2 separate regions of the Zea mays genome follow, and region 1 is linked to region 2. A link is a contact called in public Hi-C data. All regions are on one chromosome and are shown on one strand. Each heading gives the region's core, a stretch centred on a gene start, on an enhancer-like site or on the middle of the called end of the contact. The rest is flanking DNA. Distances are from core to core; before and after follow the strand shown.

Region 1 (6,666 bases), core at 1,508-4,007, 470 kb after region 2:
TGTGTGCTACAAAAATCTTGGTATGGCTTGAAATTGTTTCGCCATGTTACAAATTGTTTCCTCAAACATTTGTACACCTTTTCCTCGGCAGGCTGAATTTCCATGGCTGGGGTATCAAAATCTATCCTCACTGGGCCGAAATCGAACAAAGTTGCAGCTTGTTCAGGTGAATCAGGAACTTTGGCTTTTCCGCAAACAAATGTTGTGAAGACCTTATCCTCATATAGCGTTGAAGACCTATGCAGATCATCTTGGTTTTGATCTTCTTTCTCCTCCTTTCTGGTACTTCTACCCATACTGAACCTATGTTCAATCTGAGGCTCATAACTAAAATAGGACTTTCCTTCATCCAGTTCTTGTGAAGCAGGCCATCCATTGCCGTTGTCAGTGTCAGCAATGGATATTACAGGATCCAGGGCTTCAAAAACTTCTCTACATCGATCATTTATGGAATCAGTTTCTATGGGTACTCCCTGAGAAGAGCTTTCTGCATCCTTGCTTTTCTCTTCCAGCGCAAGCAGAACAGGTATGGGTAGTACTGGACCAACAAGGGCATCTGGAGAGCGTACTTTGCTAGTCAGATTGTAACTTATGCTTGAAGGTTTTGCCAACAGGAAAGGTCTAAGTTTAGTGTTCGTCAAACAGGTAGGAACATCTAAATGTTCACATAAGGTCTTCTCTGTGCTGCATGCTAGCATGTCACTGTATTTGGAGAAGGTGACATGCAGGATGTCTGATGGCAGGCCATTCAATATTCTCTGGCAAGAAATTTCAAAAATGTTCATGGGAATACTAACATTGCATAAAAAATCTGAAACTGGGTGGGGCAATGAACTAGAGTTCTCTTTTGCATATTCCGACACAGCTTCACTGATAATAATATGGCCCATCTCTTTATTGATACTAGAACCATGCTTTACCAATGCATTGCACAGATTGCCTTCAAGATACTCAGATAGGAAACGCAACTTCATTAAACTATATCTAAGGGAGAAATTGTCATACGGAGTGTCAGGAAATATAGCTAAATTACTAGCCCTGGCTGTATGTTTTGATTCATCACATGGGATATCATTGTGTGAATCTGCAGATGCACGGTACCTTTGCATTTCTAATTTCCCCATGGCTGTCAAGCAGACCAAAGCAAAGCCAGTAAATGATGTCTCTGAAACTGAGAGGTGGTTTGGAAGCACATAGTAGCCAATAATGGAGTTTTTACTCCATTTTGAAGCATATTCATCTCTTGAAACAGGCATTGAGAATACATCTTTCATTCTTCCGCTGCTGCAGCTGCAGTGATGACCTGTCAGCGAAAACCGTGAAGGAAGATCCCAAGCATACAGGTGAGAGTTATCTGGACAGCCTTGCTCTTTAGGTCCATAACAGAAAACACTGAACTCCCCTGTCTTGAACGAACCAACCAAAATAGCAAAACCAGAATTTGATGCCCACTCATGCTCCTTGGAAGGCCTCAATTCAGAAAGTCGAAACATAGCAACATTACTAGGACTTTTCAGCTCATGCTGCCACGCCAACACAGGCGTCAATGGCTGTCTCAAATCGAGGAGAATCAAGTATCGCTTTGTCACCACTGAGAAATGGAAATGATCAAGCCCACCCCTGCAGAATGCAAGGTACTGATCTGCCTCAGCAAAAGGATCAGTTTCAAGCAGTCCTGGCATTCCAACTCTCGCCAAAACCTTGTATTGACCACGATCCCCAAATCTTAAGTCGATCAAAAGGATGGATTTTGAACTCGCGACGATTATCATCCATGGTTGTGCCCCATAGTCACAGCTTAGCCATTCCCCAGTGTCATCCTTGCTGCCAACATCAATTTTTATCTTTCCACCTTGACGTGTGTCCAGATTGAACCAGCACAGCTCCCCACTCTCCAGCAACACAACACATTCGGATGGCAAATGCCTGCTCCAACAAGCATGCACAATTACAGAGTCAACCTGCTGCTTGGCAATAGGCACTAAGACAGAAGTCCCCAAATCCTGTGACTCAACCCTGAACCAATTCAGGGAGTACATTGTCACAGCAAGCAGGAACCCCTCAGGGTTGTCTTCCAGCTGCGACGGCCATGACGACTCATTAGCAGTGGTAACAAGCTGCTGGATGCGGTGGCCCGGGTGCATAAACCCATCACTCTGAACGACCGGCGAGAGAGGCGTGGAACCAGTGACAGTGGTGGCATCCAGAGTAACAAAGGCAACATGCTCCGCATTCTCGCCGTAGGGGAAAAAGAGAATGAGAGAGCACGAGAGCCGGAGGACGGCGAGCAGATTGGAAGGCGGAGAAGATGAAGACGGTTGGGGGATGAGTGTGTCAGCGAGGTAGTCAAAGTCGGAGCGCGGGAGGAAGGAGGTGCCTCGGACAAAAGAGCGGAGGAAGCGGTTCAGGCCGCGGGTGGAGGAGCGCGGCAATGGGATGGGGTAGGGGAGGGAGAGCAACGGGGTGCGCGGCGGGAGAGGGGAGAAGTGGAGGGGGCCGCGGGAGGCGGCGGCGGCAGGCAGCGGGTCAACGGACGGCGCAGCGAAGACGGCACAAACCGGGAAGACGGAGCGCCAATCCTCGGAGAGGTTCATGGACGGCAGGGGTCGCGCGGGCGCGGAGTGAATCGGTGGGGCGGCAGGCACGGGAACCAATCGGGTGGAGAGCGGCGGCGGCCACGCGATGGAGCGGAAGGTGGAAAGGAATCGTCGGCAGGAAGGGTTTCAGATTGGAGAATCGCCGTAGCCGGCGTGTCGGCGGAGAGCCTTTTGGGTTCCGGTTTCTTTTCTGTGACGGTGAATTCATGATGGGTGCAATCTTATATTCCTGTCAATGCTGTATTATTTGAATATATGCTATGATAATATATTTTATAAATATTTTTAAAATTTCAGTATAACTATCTCTAACGAGAACCCAAAATTTTAAGTCTTTATTTTTTATTTAGGTACTTTAATATTGATCTCAATCTACATGTGTTGAGTTGTATTTAGGTTTTATTCCGTTATTCCAATTCCACGTGAATTTGAGTATATTGAAGTGGATTATAGTAAAATTTGGCTTGCTATAGATTTAAATCGACTCAATACCATCGAATCCACATGGATTAACAGTAAAACGAACAAGCTTTTAGATGTAAATTAGTTTAATTTACACAACAATCTAGTTCAATACATGTTGATTAGGATTAATATTAAAGTATCTAAACTAAACCTAACGGAGCATGGCGGGACGAAATTTTTCCCGCGAAGATTTGATAGAGACCTGAATTATAAGTCAGACCATCCTCCCGTGTGGCTAGTTCAAATCCAATAAATTGCCTCACTGCGTAAATATGCAAAAATCACATTCGCTAACTCCAACCATCGTTCCCTTCACTTGATCGACGCTCGCCCATGTGACAATATTTTGCTTCAGTTGCCCATTCTTCCTTATAATCTTTTTTAACATGTTTCTATGATAACTTTCTTAACACAAATTTGTGCAAATGCGTGTCTTTATATTACTAAATCATTGTAAAAAATAGAGGCACCATTTTTACAGATTTTTAATTGTTTCAATTTTAGGTGCCTCAGATGTCGTACCGATATCCTCTACCTTGTTAGTTAAATATTATTGTGTATTAAAAGGGAAATGTGCCATTGTGCCATTTCTAGTATATTTTGGTGATTAAGTGTCCAACACATATTAAGTGAGTTATTTTATATCAAATGATGAATTAAGTGCAAATCAACAAAGAAGGTATGTTTCTAGACTTAGTACATTTGTTTTGGGTACTAATAAAGTTACCTAAGTGCTAGAAACAGAAAAAGAAAAAGATTGGAAAAGAGTGTCTGTGTGTAGCCAAGACTAAGCACAGTCTGGCACACCGGACTGTCCGGTGGTGCACCAGACAGTGTCCGGTGCGCCAGACGGGTCCAAGGTGAACAGGCCACTCTCGGGACTCGACGACGGCGTACGGCTATAATTCATCGGACTGTCCGGTGGTGCACCGGACTGTCTGGTGGGTCGGTCGCGACGAAGTCGTCGCTCTCGGGAAAAGTTCAACGGCGTACGGCTAAAATTCACCGGACTGTCCGGTGAGCCAACGGTCAACTTCGCAACGGTCGGCAGCATGATCTGAGGGCGACACGTGGCCCGCACCAATGGTCGGAAGGGGCACCGGACTGTTCGGTGTGCACCGGACAGTGTTCGGTGCGCCAACCGACGCCAGAGTTGCAACGGTCGTCTGCGCCAAATTAGGAAGGAGATCCGCACCAGACATGCTACAGTGCCTACGGTGGTGCACCGGGCTGTTCGGTGCGACACCCAACAGAAGGCAAGATTAGCCTTCCAAGATTGCCTCCAACGGCTCCTAGGTGCCTTGGGGCTATAAAAGGGACCCCCTAGGCGCATGGAGGAGTCACCCAAGCATTCTTTGATCATTCCTAAGCACCAAGACTCCATTCTCGCGCATTCGATTCTTTGAGATAGTGACTTGAGCTCCAATTGAGTAGAGAACTCCGTGAGTTGTGTTTTGAGCTCAAGTTATGGCTTGTGTGCGTGATTGTGCTCTGGTTTTGAGTCTTGTGTGTGTTGCTCTTCCCTCACTTACTTCTGTGCTTCTTTGTGAACATCAATTGTAAGGGCGAGAGGCTCCAAGTTGTGGAGATTCCTCGCAAACGGGAGAAAGTATAAGAAAGAAGAACATTGTGGTATTCAAGTTGATCATTGGATCACTTGAAAGGGGTTGAGTGCAACCCTCGTCCATTGGGACGCCACAACGTGGAAGTAGGCAAGTGTTATACTTGGCCGAACCACGGGATAACTCATGTGTCTCTTGTGATTGCTTTTCTGTGTGATTATTGTGACTCGCAAGAGCTCGCTCTATAGCCACTTGGTTTTATCATTCTAACACTTAACCAAGTTTTGTGGCTATTAGTTGTTGAATTTTACAGGATCACCTATTCACCCCCCCCTCTAGGTGCTCTCAATTGGTATCAGAGCCGTTCTCTTCACGCAAGGGACTAATCGCCCGAAGAGATGGATCCTAAGGGAAAGGGGATGGTGGTCAACGACAAGACAAAGGAATCCATCGTCAATGAGCCAAGAGATGATAAGCCCTTGGACTCTGGCTCGAGTCATAAGAAAAGAGACGGGAAGAAGAAGAGGCGCATCAAGAAGATTGTCTATTACGACAGCGACGAGTCTTCTTCTTCACCAAGAGACGACGATGACGAGAAAAAGAAACCGGTTAACTCAAACTATTCATTTGATTATTCTTGTATTCCTTTTAATTACAATGCTCATTTACTTTCAATTCCACTTGGGAAACCTCCGCACTTTGATGGAGAAGACTACTCATTTTGGAGTCACAAAATGCGTAGTCACCTATTTTCTCTCCATCCAAGTATTTGGGAGATTGTTGAAAACGGAATGCATTTTGATAGTACTGACAACCCCGTTTTCATTAATGAGCAAATCCATAAAAATGCACAAGCGACCACTGTTTTGCTAGCATCCTTGTTGAAAGGGAATTAGGCTTACACCTAGTTCCTAAATAGTTTTGGTGGTTGAATCGCCCAACACAAACAATTGGACTAACTAGTTTGCTCTAGATTATATGTTTTACAGGTGCCAAAAGTTCATCTATAACTATGCTAAATCGACTGTCCGGAATAACGTAGATTATTCCGGACAGGAGAAGCTTTTTGGAAAAACAGGCCAAGCGCGGACCGTCCGGGCCCTTGCGGCGGACCGTCCGCAACACTAGAATGACTCTCGGACAGAACCAATGCAAAAATACAAGTTTCCATTACGGACTGTCCGAAGGAAAAGCCAAGACCGTCCGAGCCCTCGCGCGGACCGTCCGGCCTCAGGCGCGGACCGTCCGGTCGGTATGAAACCGAAAAACCCGAAGGTGACGGGTTCGGAGAAATGAATTTTAGCGGCCTCGCGGACCGTCCGGGCCAGGCGGGCGGACCGTCCGCGACTGGCTCTGTCTGACATCTGACGACGCATTAAATGCAATATAGCCGTTGATATAGCCGTTACTGCTGACCGTTGCATTGTCAGCCGTTGATCTACAGGGGCGGACCGTCCGCACCAGGAGGGCGGACCGTCCGCGCTCGGCAGAATGGCCCAACGGCTAGGAAGTGGTTGGTGGCTATAAATACAACCCCAACCACCTCCATTCATATCATCCAAGCATTCCAACCTTCAACATTCAATACAAGAGCTAGCACTCTCTTCCAAGACACATTCAAAGCCTCCACCTCTCCAAGTTTCACAATTGAGAAAAGAGATCATTAGTGATTAGTGACTTGAGAGAGGAAGTGATCCGTGTGTTACTTGTCGCTCTTGTCGCTTGGCTTTTTTAATCGTGCTTTCTTGATTCTTTCATTGTGATCAAGCTCACTTGTAATTGAGACAAGAGACACCAATCTTGTGGTGATCCTTGTAGGAACTTTGTGTTCCAAGTGATTGAGAAAAGAAAGCTCACTCGATCCGTGGATCGTTTGAGAGAGGGAAGGGTTGAAAGAGACCCGGCCTTTGTGGCCTCCTCAACGGGGAGTAGGTTTGCAAGAACCGAACCTCGGTAAAACAAATCCGTGTGTCACACTCTCCATTTGGTTGCGATTTGTTTTCCACCCTCTCTCGCGGACTCATTTCTTTATTACTAACGCT
Region 2 (6,641 bases), core at 443-2,942:
TTCCGCCAGGCTCCAGCGCTCCTCCGACGGCCACGACACCACACGAACCGGGTGCCAAAACCTCTCCGGCTGCCACGATGGCATGTACTTAGGGCGCTAGCTCTCCTCCGCTAGACACGTTAGCACTCTGCTACACCCCCCATTGTACACCTGGATCCTCTCCTTACGCCTATAAAAGGAAGGACCAGGGCCCTCTTACAGAGGGTTGGCCGCGCGGGGAAGAGGACGGGACAGGCGTTCGCGTGAGGCCGCTCGCTCCCTCTCCCGCGTGGATGCTTGTAACCCCCTACTGCAAGCGCACCCGACCTGGGCGCGGGACAAACACGAAGGCCGCGGGATTTCCACCTCTCTCTCTCGCTCCGGCTGCCCTTTGTTCCCCCCTTCGCGCTCCGTCTCGCGCCGACCCATCTGGGCTGGGGCACGCGGCGACATTTCACTCGTCGGCCCAGGGACCCCCCGGTCTCGAAACGCCGACACCGGTGGTGGGCACCGAACAATCTGGTGCCCTGTCCGGTGCGCCACTAGTCGTTGGATCTGTCAGTCGACCATTGGCGTTGTCAGACTTTGCACAAACAATATGAGCCCTCCTCCACAGTGCCACCAGGAACTAGCCGTTGGGCTACTGTTCCCTGGTGCACCGGACAGTCTAGTGTGCCACCGAACAGTCTGGTTTCCCTTACGGGACAGTCCGCGAGTGGCAACACATTTCTTCGTTTTTTTTGGACTTTGCTTGATATTTTTTGATCTTCACTTGTGATCTTCACAATGTCTTCTTTTGAGGTGTTGCTTTCCTCAATACATTAGTCCAAGTCACTTTTAGTATCATGTGAACTACAAACATAAACACTAGCAAACTCATTAATCTACAGATTATGTTGATCATCAAACACCAAAACCTTTTGAGTCAAATGGTCCGGGGTCCATTTTCCTTACGACCCCACTCATTTTTTGTTTCAATGAACTTTTTATGTTATTTAGTGTATTAGTTAACAAACATTCACTTAGTCCCCCACTCATACTTAAGGTATGTTTGGTTCACTACCTAAGTTGTCACATTTTGCCTAACTTTTCTGCCTAAGGTTAGTTAGAGCCTGTTTGGTTTGATGCTAATTTGCTACACTTTGCCTAACTTTTCTGCCTAAGGTTAGTTCTTCAATTCGAACGACTAACCTTAGGCAAAGTATGGCACATTTAGCCACAAATCAAACAGCCCCTCAACTCGGACGACTAACCTTAGACAAAGTGTGACACATTTAGCCACAAACCAAACATGCCCTTAGCCCCTCACTCAGAATTTGGATCGGGTCGGCTCCTAGCTGGAGATAACCTAATTTCATAAAAGCAACTAATTTTTATAGCAAAATGATTTTAGCCCATCGATTTACTTTCGATGTTCTTGTTTCCAAACAAGCTCTAAAAAATATATTAAACCTAATTATTAGGTAATTCACATAACTTTTGTTAATCATTGATTAATTAGGTTTAAAAAATTTATCTCATCATTTAGTCTTTAGTTATATAATTGGTTTTGTAATTAGATTAAACATCCTGTACGAAACATGCTAAATTTTATAGGCCAGTGTCTATTCGTCTTTGCCTCGTCTCCAGCTAAGGTTCCTGATCGTTTCTTCTCGCGCCTCCGTGTCCGATGAGTTGTCTCGCCCCCACCGCCACGCCTTTCGCCGCGACATCTACGCGTCGTTCGCCCCCTTCCTTCCTCCCAAAGTCTTCTCGTCTTATCGGCTTGCCGGATCCGCTGCCACCACCATCTCCGCACCCACATCTGTGCCCCAGGTGTGGTTCGGTTTGAGAAACGGTACCAGCCTGCCGACGGCCAACGGGCAGAAGTCTCCGCGTCCCTGAGCGCCACAGCAACCGTCGCCTTCACCACTTGGTTCTTTCCGTAATAAAATCCCACCTCTCCCATTTCTGTTTCCCCACTTCCCCTCGCTCGACTCGATCCGCAGCAAGCTAAGCGCAACCGACCAGCTACGCAACCATGGCTTTCGCTTCCTCGAATGCCAAGCAGAGCCTCTACCCGGATGTGGACCAGTCCCACCCTGATCTCAATACCCCTTTCTTCTCCGCACCCACCACCTCCACCTGCGCCGGCGCCGGCGCCGCCACGGGCAACTCCCTCTACCCCACCGTCGACCCCAACGAGCTCGCACAGAACCTCTTCCCCGAGACGGTCGAAGAGGACGCGGCACCGCCACCGCCCACCACAGAGGAGACCATCATCGCTGTCCCTGGGGCGCAGCTCCACCTCATCGACCCCGACCGCAGCGTCGATCTCGGCGCTGGCACGCTCTCCATCGTGCGCCTCCGCCAGGGGGACCACTCCGTCGCCGTCCTCGCGCGCCTGATCCACGAGAAGCCCCACCACCGCCGCGGCCTCTTCCGCTTGTTCAGCAGCGGGCGGTCTGACGCTGGCGCCGAGCAGGAGCCCGTCCAGTGGCCGCTGGCCCGCGATGTCGCGGCGGTCAAGCTCGACCCCGCGCACTACTTCTTCTCGCTCCATGTCCCACACACGGACCACCCGGACGACAAGGATGACGCGGACGGTGCCGAAGCGGACGCGGAGGCGGCGCTGAGCTACGGCCTCACGGTCGTTGGGAAGGGGCAGGAGGAAGTATTGGCGGAGCTGGACAGGGTCCTCGAGGAGTACACCACCTTCTCGGTGAAGCAGGTGGAGACGGCGGCGAAGGAGAAGTCAGAGGTCATGGACGCGAGGGCAGTGGCCGAGATCACGCCGGAAGAAGCTGTCGGGGATAAGAAGGAGGTTGTTGAGGAGAAGTCCGCGGCGTTCTGGACGACAATAGCGCCGAACGTGGACGATTACAGCTCGTCGGTGGCGCGGCTGATCGCCCGGGGATCGGGGCAGCTAGTGAGGGGCATCATCTGGTGCGGTGACATCACGGCGGGGGGCCTGCGGCGTGGGGAAGAAGTGATGAAGAAGAGCGTGGGTCCCAGCACGAAGCCGACCCAGGTGAAGCCCAGCACTCTCAGAAGGATGAAGAGGTAGGATGGTGGACATGTTACTACTACTCGCATTTATTATGGCTATTGTAACTGTTAATTTCGTTTTAAGTCGGTTGCTCCAAAAATTAGAAAATTTGCAGATGGATAGGAAATCTATTTACCGCGAATTAGATTATTATCTTGTTAATTTAGTGCGATCGTTCCTTTCGGATTGCAGTATTTTAGACACTAATCATAGATAGGAGTTAAATCACCGTGCTGTTAATATTGTATGTCATGGTAACTCGTAGAGTCAGACAACTTACTGGTAGCTCTTACTTAGTAAATGTTTCTTAATTGGAACTCCCTTTGCATTTCATGTTTTGATAGATTTTAATTTATCAGAGCAGGGGATCTTTTGCTTGAGCAGCCATGTTTTTCTTTCTGAATGCAAAGCAGATGTCCCATTCATGTATGATCATGTCAACTATTCCTTCAGAGTGTTGCCATCCATCTTTATTAGTTGATTGGTGCGAAATGATCCTGAACTTATCCATTGCCTGCTTTAGAGTCACCATGTAGTATATATATATATATATATATATATATATATATATATATATATATATATATATATATATATATATATATATATATATATATATATATATATATATATATATATATATATATATATATATATATATATATATATATATATATATATATATATATAAAGCACCTAGGATCTCTTGATAATGACTACCACTGATATTTTCCTGCCTGATGTAGTGATTTTACCTTATGATGGTAATGACAAGTGTTAGCGAAGATTTGTGACTGAGGTGCAAAACATGATTTGTTTGAGCATCTATCTAGTGTTCTAGATTACTCAGTTCTAAACTGCCAATCAGTTTAGTCAAGTAGCCTACTTGTTATCAACCATGCGTATCAGTGTCTGAAGTAGAACTTTTACACCACCGACTGTTATTCATGTCCCTTTCGGTTGGTTGGCGTCCATTGCTATTAAATTAATGTATGATGACCAATTTGTGTCCCTCTTCCTGCTGCTTATGGTTTTCTGTCTATTTTTTTAGGGCTAGGAGGGTTACAAAGATGTCCAACAGGGTGGCAAACTCAATCCTGTCTGGTGTTCTGAAAGTCACTGGCTTTGTCACAAGCACCGTGTTGAACTCCAAACCAGCACAAAAGTTTTTCAAGTTAATGCCTGGCGAAGTTATTCTTGCTTCACTTGATGGATTTGGTATGTCTGATTTACATTTCTTTAAGATTTGCTTGAGAAATATAGGTTCATTCAGGCTAGTTTATATGTTTTTGGGGTGATTGAATCTAAAATGATAGGTTTGTAAAACCAGAAGATATAATTGAAATCATAATATGGCTTCTGATTCTACCCACTCCACAATGTTTAACTTCTGCTGCATGTCTGCATTGCATGTATGATCGGTTGATTTACCCCTTATTCAATGATACAGGGAAAATATGGGATGCTGTGGAAGTGTCTGGCAAAAATGTGATGCAGACATCCTCAGTTGTGACCACTTCTGTTGTAACACACAGGTAACATACAATGCAATGGATACTTCGTCGAATCAACTGCTTTGTACTCCCTCTATCCTAAATTAAAATTCGTTTAAGAAATTAATAGATTCATAGAATACTTGATGTACATGTTTTTTATGTGTCAGATTCATCATCAAACATTTGAATATACACATAAAAACCAATAGCTAAAATGAATACTATTTTGGGACGGATGGAGTATTATTTTTGGGTATCCACTGTAACATTTTTTTGGTTAGGAGTCCTCCAATTTTCTGAACTATGTGAATGTAACTCTTTTTGGTTGGCAAACTTTCCATGCCATTTTGGCATTTTAGCAGCAAAGTCCATATGGTGTATCATACATATAAGAATGAAACAGGACTTTAAAAACAATTTAGATCAAATTCAAATAATAATTCAATAACCAGAAGAGATTAGAAATGCAAGAGATCCAAGAAAAAATGTTCTTTTAGAAAAATGGCAATGGACCCATGAACTAGGAAGTACTGCTCTTATGAGATAACAGCATGCGGGAAATGTTTCTTCTGTTTCTTTAGAAAACCTTGTTCCATAACATGATTTTACACCTACTTATGCGTAGAAACGGCTCGGCTCTTGTCTGGTTGCCACCTGGCTATTAGTCAATGAAAAACTAAGTTCCAGTGAACTATATGGTTGATACTAGAACTCTAGAAGGGGGCATTTAGCTATTTGCCGTCCTTCGTGTGTCACTAACACATAAGTCACTAACGGCAAAAATTTTGCCACCCACTTAATTTTTCCCTCTAGAAGAGTTTAATGGTTCGATTGATGCAGATACGGTGAACAAGCAGGTGAAGCCACACACAATTACCTCCACGCTACAGGAAATGTTCTCGGAGCTGCGTGGGCTGTATTCAAGATTAGAAAAGCCCTCGACCCTAAGGGTAATATGAAGAAGTCTTTTGTCAGCCAAGCAGCGCACGCCGTAGCTAAAGAATCAGTTGCGAGGCAAAAGAAGAAGTGAACTGGCCTGGTCGGTGGTTCCATTGTACCTGTAATTTGATATGTTTGATGTTGCAGTATGTTAGCAATATAGGAACTAAGTTGCTGTTTGGTTTATATGTTTGTAATGTAATAGATAACAAATAACGTTTGATCATGTTTGTTTAAGTCTAACCGTAATCGGATACCACACTAGAAATTGTTACCAGCCTATTCAAATTTGTTACCGCTGGTAATCGAATGCAAATCATTACCGTTACCATTTACGTTACATTTTGGGAACCAAACGACACCTAGGAAGCTAGGTCTTAGTGAGTTTGTGGTGTCGTCATTAGATTTTGATCTTCTTTACTTCTTTTTTTGGGCCGTGTTCGTTTTTTTAAACAGTGATGTTCTACGTACGTGTAAAATCCTTACGTTTGGTCTGTTACTAACAATTTCTTAATTCCACCTGTGCATTCCAATTATTGAACTAAATTTTGGACACCTGCACCTTCCATATGAAATAATGAGACAGGATGGTTTTTATCTAAAAAATATTAGGGAAGGAATTGAGCATGGTACAGCCTTGTCAGCTCCCACACTCTTTGTTCTGTAGTAGCCACTAAATAACACTATACTAGGATCTTCTATAGCTGGCTGCTTGGTTTTATCTGCTACTTCAGTGCATCATAACCTTTCCATCGTTCAACAAATTTTCAAACCTACTTTGCTATCTATCAGGGGTAGAAAAATACTATACGTTTACCGCACCACAAACTGTGATACGAAAAATAATCGAAAGCATTACTTGGGTGGAACAATACCTTTCTCGAAGGAGGTAAGATATATTAAAGACAATGAACACTTTCAAGGGGTTCTCTAGGGTGATGATAGAGGATGGCAGAACTACTGTTGGATCAGTGGGACATATGCTTTCCATGAGTTTTTTTTTTTCTTTTGTCACGAACAAAGATATTATAATAAGACACGCCAAAGATGTGGAATACCCCCACAATTTGTTTCACAACCCAATGTCAAATAGCTTATGAGCAATACCAAATCCTGATTGAATCTTTACAAAGACAACAACTATATGATCATCATGACAAATAGGTATACACTTAGGGGACAGACCAAAATAGGTATAC

The links. A called contact is a pair of places that touch in the nucleus more often than the background predicts.
Region 1: a Hi-C map of ear shows a contact between it and region 2, with 2.7 times the contacts expected there. The contact joins the promoter of LOC103639375 here to the promoter of LOC100191434 in region 2. A contact is called at or near these places in 2 of 25 Hi-C or Micro-C datasets (ear and tassel).

The regions. Positions count from the first base shown.
Region 1 is chr9:149,953,949-149,960,614 of Zm-B73-REFERENCE-NAM-5.0, forward strand. It overlaps LOC103639375, which reads right to left and starts at 2,758. Exons shown (of 1, transcript NM_001351742.1): 1 at 1-2,758. The coding sequence starts at 2,594.
Region 2 is chr9:149,481,984-149,488,624 of Zm-B73-REFERENCE-NAM-5.0, forward strand. LOC100191434 (Senescence/dehydration-associated protein-related) reads left to right here and starts at 1,693. Exons shown (of 4, transcript NM_001136867.1): 1 at 1,693-3,021; 2 at 4,059-4,225; 3 at 4,458-4,542; 4 at 5,344-5,705. The coding sequence starts at 2,000. The coding sequence ends at 5,533.